2 separate regions of the Gossypium hirsutum genome follow, and region 2 is linked to region 1. The links are chromatin contacts, called in public Hi-C maps. All regions are on one chromosome and are shown on one strand. Each heading gives the region's core, a stretch centred on a gene start, on an enhancer-like site or on the middle of the called end of the contact. The rest is flanking DNA. Distances are from core to core; before and after follow the strand shown.

Region 1 (5,159 bases), core at 2,187-4,686:
ATTTCGGAAGATATCAAGACATGAAAGGGCATATATAATTCAAAGATACCTGTACAAGGTGATCTATTTTACCGGTGCTACAACTATCCCGGAAGTTATTGAGACATGAAAAGAACATATATAGCCTAAAGGTACCTGTACATGATGTGTGTGGCCAGCAATTATTGAGAACCCGGCACATCTCTAATGCTCATATTCAGACTGTTTCTCATGGGTCGTCTACCAACTCCTGCATTGCCTTTTTGCATCATGGCAACAAATTCAGCATAGTCGATTCTTCCATCCTGAAATAAAGCAAATGTTGCAGAACATTTTAATCAAACGAACTGAAAACAAAACAAAAGATCATTTGAACGACAACTTGCTTTGCCAAAACCCCACAGCTTTGGTTTAATGTAAACTGACATGGTGTCATCAATGTCAAGTCATAGACAAAATTTAGGAACTGTAAACAGCGGGATGGTGACGTACTCGGAAACTCTACATTGTTGTTATCAGTACCATGTTCAACCATATAAGAAATCAACTAATGTAATGACCCGAACATCAAGGTACAAAATGACTTACGTTATCTTGATCGACTTCTTGGATTATATCCTCAAGTAAAACATTTTTCATGTTAAGCTCGGCACAAGCTTGTTTAAGCTCACCAATTGTAATATAGCCACTTTTATCCTTATCAAAGTACTGGAATGCTGCAACGAGATGCTCCTTGCGCTCTAGCTTATTAAGGTGAATTGTTGCAGCTATAAATTCACCGTAATCGATGGTCCCGCTATTGCTCACATCAGCCTGACCACACAAATAACATTATAAGCATAACAGCCACATAATTGTGCAAAAAGAGAATTTCGAGGGGAAACAACTGCTGCATCTCTCGCAAATTCAAGCAAACATGTAACCGGGCATTTAGACCAAAGGAAGAAGAAGCAATATGAAACAAAAGCTTGAAAAATGAAACAATTATTTAGATATCTGCTTCATAAACAAACTTACTGCATTCATAAGGTCCTGAATCTCTGTATCTTTCAAGGTGGCACCATATCTTTGCAAACCGGCTTTGAGTTCATCAAATGTGATAGCACCGCTCTTACCAGTATCCATAGCTGTAAATATTTCTCGCAAACCAGCAATCTCCTCCTCAGAGAGGCTTTCAGCTATTACCTGATAGCACAAAAGGGCAGAGCTTTATCTGTCACAAATGAGTCTGATTGCATTAACTATAAAAGGAGCATGCTTAAGGCCATCATGAAATTCCATAGTTGTTAAGACAGAACTCTAAACATAGAGTACGTAACACACACATACAGATTCTTCATCATATTACACATAAATCTTGAGAATCTTACCCGTAAAGCCATCTTCTTTAATTTATTCATTGCCGAGAATTGCTTGAGGCGAGAAAGTATTGCCGGATCCAGTGCCTTATCCGGGGCAACCCCATTTTTACAAATCCAAGGATGACCTAAATGATTCAAAAAGAAATGGAGAAGGTGCATAAATATAATAAATAATAGTACTTATTGCTTTGTATCAAGGTTCAGAACATTCATGACCATCAAACAGATAATAATAGAGAGCTACTATGCATGACATACATAATACTTCATGAGCTGTCAACCGTTCTGAAGGGTGAATGCACAACATCTTCCGGATTAGATCCTTTGCGCTATCGGATATTAGGGGCCATGGGTAAGAGCTGAAGTCAATATGTCCTTTTAGCACAGCAGCGAAGATTCCTTGTATTGTTTCTGAAGTACATACAGAGTGGTAGGTCCGTAAGTATATTAGACATATAACTACTTGAAAAGTGATCCCCATGCAGAGTCGAAATATAAAAATTACCTGCCCAAAACGGTGGCAAGCCACATAGCAATATATAGAGTATAACTCCTGCAGACCATATGTCTGCTTCAGGTCCATAATGTTTGAGGAGTACTTCAGGAGCGACATAATACGGGCTTCCAACAACATCACTAAAGATTTCCCCTGAAGGAGTAAAGCACACGTTAAGTTAAACAGCTTGAATTTCGAAATGACATTGGTTTTATTACAAACTAAATGTTATCTCTTTTACTACTTGGTGTATGCTCCAGCTACTTAAGTTGCTTCAAATTCAGTAAAAGTTAAGAACATTCGATACCAGGTTTAAAGAAGGCCGAGAGTCCAAAATCAATTGCCTTGAGTGAGAAATCATCATCCTTGTTAACCAACAAGAAATTCTCAGGCTTCAAGTCTCTATGCATAACCCCGAGTGAATGGCAAACCTCAATAACACCAACAATAATCTTAGTCAACTCAGCTGCCTTCCTCTCACTGTAATGCCCTCTCTGGATAATTCTATCGAACAGTTCGCCTCCGGAGCAAAACTCCATTACGATATACACATATAAAGTATCCTCATAAGCGCCTTTAATCGACACGATATTCTTATGACCAGCCAAATGATGCATAATCTGAATCTCCCTCCTAACATCCTCCACATCCTCCTTGCGAATCAACTTCCTTTTCGATATTGACTTACAAGCATATTCAATCCCGGTCGAAATATCGGTACATAAGTAAGTAATCCCAAACTGTCCTTGTCCTAATTTGCGGCCAAAAGTGTAAAGCTCATGGATATTAGGGGTCTTACGGCCTAAAACAAAATGAGCTTGGTGATCAAAGGCTCTTCTCATGGTGTTAGCTCTGGGGCTGATGGATGGAGCCAAATTGGTACCAGTGGTGGTATTGTAGCCCTGAAAATGATTATTACCCTTGAAAGATCTAAGGCATGTATTTCCCATGAAAACAATCACAGTAGTATTTTCCTCATCCAGTTATATCTCAAATATTACACTGAAAAAAAGAAAATAATAATGTAAATTTCCATGCAGAAACCAAAAACCTAAGCATCAAAAGAATCCCATATCAGATAAGAAAGAAAAAAAACCATAGCTATCAAAGATGTAAACATACATAAACAATATCAAAGCCATAAATATCAAAGAAACTAAGCCAAGCCCAAAAATCCACCAAAAACGAATAAAATTTTCATATGAAAACATGCATAATAGTATCAAGATAACAATAAAAATAGAGGAAGATCAAAGTACCAGTTTCAAATTAAAAAAATGAAGAAAGGCAAAATGAAATAGGAGAGAGTCTAACAAGGAAATTGCTAAAGTGGATGAATATATTTAAATCCTAAACTCATCCATGTTAGTGGGTTCTTTTTTTTTTTCTGTACATTTTGCTCTTTTTTTTTAATTTATTTTTTTTTGCTGTTGCTTACTGCTTAGATACATAGAATAAGAATATGAAGTGCTTCATAAGCTAACTATTTCTTCCCCTTTTTCCTCCCTCTTTGTTTTGAAAAATAACTTTTTTTCTTCTTCTTACAAACATCCATGGATTAAAATCTTGTGTAATGAAAGTAACCAGCATTTGGTTTCCTCTTTTTTTTTTTCTGCTACAAATATTTTGGATTAATAGCATTAAAAATTCTAAAAATTTGTGTTAAATCTCAACGGAACTCATGAGTTAAATTGTAAAAATACGTATAGTTATTCTATAAACCTTAAAAAGTTTTTTCCTATGTTTGTCTTTTATATATCCACATGTATATATATTTACAATTTAATTTAAATATTTTAAAAATATTCTACATCTATAAAATAATATTATTTCAAAATTTGGAACTAATTTAAAATTTAGATGATAATTGAAACTGTTTGGTATTGTTAACTCAAAATTTTGACTTTAAGTGAATTTAAAAATATTTGTTTTCCTTAATATTTCTTAATATCAAGTAATAACATTAAGCCTCAAGCAAATTTGAGTTGGAAATAGATGAAACCCCTAAACAAAGACTTGAACTGGATACCGTTTTTAGAAGATAATAGAACACCTGGCGGATTCAAGGTTTGACCTCTCTCAGATTGGTCCGTGTGATATTCAAGGGAGTAAAACATCAGGCAGGTCTACGACATGTTTTGCCCAATTATGAAAAACAAAACGCTTAATACATCTTTTAGTCCTTAAAACATACCATTTTCTCAATTTAGTCTTTTTTTTCCTGATCTAGCTTTATGTTCTTTTTTACGTAAAAAAGACTGGTTGAGGTTTTCATCTACTATCTTTTTGCTAAGTGAGAGATGGTGATGTCACAATAATGCTATTATATGAATATTTTAAAAAAGCTTAAAAAAGAAAAATATAAACAAGAAAAATTATTAAAAAAAAGTTATAAAGATAAAAATTAAAAAGTATAAAAAAACCCTTAAAAACTGCCCATTTTGGCTCCTTAGCCCAATATTGAGCTTGAATTCTAGGTTCAAATTGGGCTTTTGATACACTCAGAGCGATCAGCCTGTGAAGCCGAACCCAACAGTCAACGCTTGCGCCGATGTTGTTGTGGCTCCGTCTTTTGGTTCTGTTGATTCACAAGCCGTGATGTTTTAGGCAGTGCGGGTGTAGATGTTGGCACATCTTATTCCACATCTAAGGGCTAAGGCAGATTGTGTTTTACTTTATGAGATTGACCATTTTTTTAACTGAGAATATTATTTGAGTTAATTCACAAACAAAATTTATAAATATGATAAAAGATCAATATTTGATATTGTTAGAATTGTGTGACTCAAATTTCTGTTAGATAAAATAAGAGATTATTTGCAAGTCAAGTTAAACAAAATATATTTTTTATTTTTAGAAGATTTAGTATTTATTAATATAATATATTTAGCATTTATTATTTGACCTACGAATTTAATATATAAATATGCTATTTTACAACCTTAGAAAAAACACCTATTAAATATTACAACTCATAATACTTTTGAAGAATTTTGTGTTTACGTTTTGAAGGTTTATTCATTTTTCAGGTTTCGGGGTTTAGTTTTTATCTCCATCTTTTGTACTCTTCGTTCTTTTTCAATTATAGTAAAATTATCTTTGCCTGTGGGTTTTTTTTTCCTCTTTGGACGGGTTTTTCCATGTTAAATTTGTGTATTCAATTTCTCAATTTCTTCTACTAATTTTACTTATTTGTTACTTAATCGAGTCGATCCCCAACAAGTGGTATTAGAGTTAGTTCAATTTTCGTAGATCAGCCCATTCAGAAATGGTAGTTGATGGTCACTAAACTAACTATAATTACGACAAAGGCAAGCGCACCT
Region 2 (5,124 bases), core at 1,711-4,210, 250 kb after region 1:
ATCATATTTTTTAAATTATTCAAATTTAAATTTATAAATTTATCTAAAAATTTATATCTATTTATTATTCAAAAATTATATGAATATTACTATCCAAATCCAAACCCAAATCCAAATTAAATACTTTTAACCATCAGATATTCGGAAAAAAAAACCAAAGTTTCCAATCATTTCAAAAATATCAAAATCTACAAAAATCCCAAAACAAATGGATAATAAATCCAAAACTAGAATTTAAATATTATTTGAATCCACAAAAATCTAGAAGAAAAAATGAGTTCAATATCCATGCGTATTTGAATCCACAATCTCAATTGCCATCCTTTTAACTCTCAATCTTAGTTTTAACAAAGAAGTTGAAAGTAACACAAATCTTTTCCCCGTGACTTGATTGACTAATTATTTTTGAATATTTAGTTAGTAACTTTTGATTTATAAAGTTATTTCTTAAAAATTAGTTAAATCGATTAAACTGTCACAATCCCGTCGCAAAATGCCGACACTATTTGCAACAAAAATTTCTGTTACAGAGTATCACGAGAAATAATATCAAAATTTTGTGATGGTAATGGTGATATTTTCATCAGAAGTCCGTCACTAAAGTCTGTCACCGTAAATAGTTGAGTTCTAAATGTTGCTTTTGTCGTGAATTTGTCACTAGTCTGTCAAGCTATAAATTTCAAATACAGGTGAGAGCAAACCCCCATCAGCAATATTGGCATGAAGAATGAATTTCAAATATGCTTTAAGCCTGATCATTTCAACAATATAAGATTAAGGCCTAGTTTAGGAATTCTTCTCAAAAGTACTTCTGAGAAAAAAAATAAAACACTTTTGGGAGAAGCTAAAATTATCAGTTTCTGGAAAGAATGCTTTTGGGCTAATTTTGGCTTAGGAGAAGCACTTTTTCTCTCAAAAAGCAGTTTGTTTAGGAATGTTTTTGTCCCAAAGAACTTTTGAAAAGCATTCCTAAACTTGCCCTAAGTAGTTATGAATGATGTCCACTTTGCTTGTTGGAAGAGTCATCCAGTTTCAAAAGGTGGCAGGCATTGCCATACCAGGATGCATTTCAATCAGAACAAGATGCAATCAAACTTTAAATGCAAGTCCAGAAAGAACCAAGAAGATTTAATCCTCGAAGCAAGGGAAAGTGATAAAGCAAGAATGCTCCCTCACTTTTGGTAACACAATATTGTCAAAACTGCAGAGAAGGTAAACTATGAAATATATATATAGCATGAAATATATATTAAAGATAACTTCAACCAAATGGGCCTTTTTTTCTTAGAAAAAGTGCCCCTTGGTGCACCATGCATACACATGACCAAATGTACCTCATCTGGAAGGGTGGTGCTTTTGTTTTCTAGCACTACAGCCTAGGTGCACACCTTAACAATATTGATCATACATGTATCAGTTAGGCATTGCTACGGCTGCTGTATAATTTTAGAGGAAAACTCACGAACCTTCTCAATTTGAAAACTACAGCCCACAAGCAAAAACTACATCTGATCTGAAAACATACTTGATACCCTTGGAGACATTTCGAGCTTCATGCAGCATACATTTGTCACCATGAATGTGTAGGAGAGCCATTCCTTCAGCGGGAGCAACCTACAGAGTTAATATTACATAAATAAAGGGTATCCCATACCGAGCCATATACCTAATCCAATAGGAACTCAAAAAGACAAAAGTAACATGAAAGGGAAGAAATTTGCCTCTGCTACAATTTCGTTCCATGAATCATAGAAGACAGTTTCTCCTCCAACTAGAGGCTCTGATGCAGAATCCTTCAGGTTGCTCAAGTCACTTTTGCCTTCCGTTTCGGGACCACCGATTAAATATATTAATAAAGTATAATGGGTGCGCTTTTCCTCTCCAAGATCAACACTTCCATCAAAATGCCGTCCAAAGCGCTGGCCAACCTTATACCTGAAGTAGAATATTAATTGAATAAAGTGAAAATCAAAGTTCAGGCTTCAATATACACTACAAAGCATATTATTCAGCCTTCAATACACACATCATAACCTTTTATAGTCCAACCAAAGTTACATTTACTCAGATAAAAGTAAACATGGGTTTAATGGGGGGAAAATAAAGGTACCTGTAAAATCTAATATTGGGATTCAACCCAACCGCAACCTTCCCCCTAATCTTAATATCAGAGAATAATAGGCTAAGTCCAGACTGCCATATAGTATCAGCAAGTTTAGGATCATAAACAGATAACCGATCATTGTCTCGGTATGCTTCACCTTTAGTTGGACCAAGACTTCCTTGGTGCTCAAAACCAATTAACTCAGCAGTCTTAATAAATGCCTTTGACTCTGCAGATGTGAAGAAATTCTGCACCTGAAAGAATCAATACCATCCACGAATTTCAACAAGATCATTATCCATTGGAGAGTAACTTATATGAACCTGAATTCAAGAGAAAAAACTTTAATGCTTTATAAACATACAAATCATACTGTTAGCAAGTGTAATTTCCACATTAACCAATTACAAAAGTTTGTAATATTATGACTAATTGCACAATTAGAACAATACCCAATTAGGCAAAGTACTACAACTTTTATAATGTTTCTGGGTAACACTAGAGCTGATGGAAAGGTAATATTAAAGGGTTGTTTTTAGAATAGTCCTAGAATTTCACTACCTATATAAGGCACTAGAAAAAAGGAGATAATTTTATTTTTAAAGAAAAAAAAAGAAAGCGAAATTCAAGAGAAACGTACGGTGAAGAGATCATTGTCTTGAAGGCGGGTAATGTGGAGATCGGGTTTGGATTTAAGAGAAGGCCACTTTGCCACTGCTGTTGCTTTCTTGTTATCAGCTGATGTTATGGTTCTGCTTCTGTCCACCATTTTTCTCTTCCTTGTTCCTGCCTCCGCCATTGAAGCAGAAACTGTTCTTGACCATGTTTTCTAATGTAATACCCAATAAAATAATACTATTTGGATCTTGCCCAATCGATAATCCTATATTTAGTCCGCCATCACATGGCCCAATCTTATAAGAGATATTTCTAACTAAACACATGTTCAAAAAACCAAGGTTTTTTAGATTCGATGGGTCAAAGATCAAATCTTACCCCTTTTATTTTTATTTTTTTTAAGACTTAGATGTCATGGATACTTATTTAGTAGAATATTGTATAACATCTGGCTTCTCTAACCAAACATAAATGAAAAAGTCCCTCTTATGCATATGTAAACATGGTATAGGGTTAAATGAATTATAGCAAGTGGATCGATACCAAACGGATGTATGAAATTAAAGTCTATATATCTAGTAGATCCATATAGGAGATAATATAAAGAGGATAATTTTAGATCAAAGTAATTTGATAAATTCCTTCTAAAAGTTCATATCAAAATAGTACTAGTTGATGAGAGTTACTTCAGAAACAAAAAAAGTAAAGTCAATTTTTTTTTGTTATTCTCTCAATTTCAATAAAATGCAACTAGATCTAGTATGTATAAGTTGGCGATCATAATCTATATGGATAGAATTTATAGTGGGATCTCGAAAAACAAGTAATTTTTGCTAGGCCTTTATTCTTTTTCTTGGTTCATTAAGGTTTTTATTTGTTGAAACTTCTAGTTATCTTAGTAGGAATTTGATATCTTTATTTCCATCTCAGCAAATAGTTTTTTTTCCACAAGGAATCGTGATGTCTTTCTATAGGATCGTAGGCCTCTTTATTAGTTCCTATTTGTGGTGCACGATTTTTTGGAATGTAGGCAGTGGTTATGATTGATTCGATAGAAAAGAGGGAATACTATATATTTTTCGTTGGGGTTTTCCTAGAACAAAATTGTCGCATCTTTCTACGATTCCTTATGAAAGTTATTCAGTCCATCAGGATAGAAGTTAAAGAGGGTATTTACGCTCGTCGTGTCCTTTATATGGAAATTAGAGGCCAGTGGACCGTTCCCTTGACTCATACTGATGAGAATTTGACTTCGCGCGAAATTGAACAAAAAGCTGCTAAATTGGCCTATTTTTTACATGTACCGATTGAAGTCTTTTGAAATGTACATTTACTATCTAAATATGAGTATGCTCTTCGCTTCGGAAAAAATATTTATCAATTCACTCAGTTATAAGTTAATATCAAAATTTTTAAAAATATACCATAATTTGGTATACTTTCGTATATATTTTTTAAATTTGTTTAATTTTTTGAATATGTATTTGAAATTTTAAGTTTTTTTTTTAGAATAATTAAAGACGAAAACATGTGATATTCCCCTATTTGTCTAGGTATTATATCTTAATTTAGCCATTTCACCCAATTGTTTAAAAATTAAGTGTTAATCATAGAGATTAATTAATTTAGCCATTTCACCCAATTGTTTAAAAATTAAGTGTTAATCATAGAGATTAATTTGTGTAACAAATGTCAACCTTAAGAGCCAATGTGATAAAAAAACTCCAGCTCAAGTTGAGAAAAGTTACGAAATTTAAGGCGGATTTAGTATTAAGATTTAAGCCTCAAATGAAATGTATGGATGGAAAATATATTAAGCAACGGGGAAGATATGTTTTGTAGAAAGAAATAAATATACATGATGCATTAATGGTAAAAAGACTTCTCTGGTTTTTTTCAATTTCGAAATTGAAACAAATTGGTTCATTCAGAAAAAACAGAGTAATTTAATCTCTACCAAAAAAGTGAGCAACTAAAGATAATTAATCACGACATTAATATTTTTCATTAATTGTACTTGGTTTTGATTGATATAATAAATTTAGTCCTCAAAATTTACACATTATGTCAATTTGGTCTTAATTTAACAAATTTATCCCACAACATTTATGTAAATGTTGAGGTTGAATTTGTTAAAATTTTTAGAATTAAGGCCAAAATGACAAAATATATAAATATTAAATACTAGATTTATTATCATACTAATCAAAATTATGTGCAATTGGTGAAAGACATTAGTATCATGATTAATTTTACTTAATTGCTCACTTTTAAAATTGACAAAAAATAAATTAATCTAAAGGAATTAAGAAATTAGAGAAATCGAAGGGACTTTGATTGAAAGGAAAGTTTTAATTTATTACGTTTGGCTTTAGAGTGTAAAAAGTTATCAAATTTAAATA

What was found. A called contact is a pair of places that touch in the nucleus more often than the background predicts.
Region 2: a Hi-C map of leaf shows a contact between it and region 1, with 2.8 times the contacts expected there. The contact joins the promoter of LOC107894005 here to the promoter of LOC107894007 in region 1. A contact is called at or near these places in 3 of 34 Hi-C or Micro-C datasets (leaf and seedling).

What each region holds. Positions count from the first base shown.
Region 1 is chrA13:14,669,649-14,674,807 of Gossypium_hirsutum_v2.1, forward strand. LOC107894007 (calcium-dependent protein kinase 26) reads right to left here and starts at 3,437. Exons shown (of 9, transcript XM_016819182.2): 1 at 3,096-3,437; 2 at 2,144-2,838; 3 at 1,846-1,989; 4 at 1,599-1,751; 5 at 1,350-1,465; 6 at 997-1,164; 7 at 568-792; 8 at 136-284. The coding sequence starts at 2,786. The coding sequence ends at 162.
Region 2 is chrA13:14,915,244-14,920,367 of Gossypium_hirsutum_v2.1, forward strand. It overlaps LOC107894005, which reads right to left and starts at 2,961. Exons shown (of 4, transcript XM_016819175.2): 1 at 2,745-2,961; 2 at 2,111-2,358; 3 at 1,722-1,935; 4 at 1,209-1,614. The coding sequence starts at 2,903. The coding sequence ends at 1,483.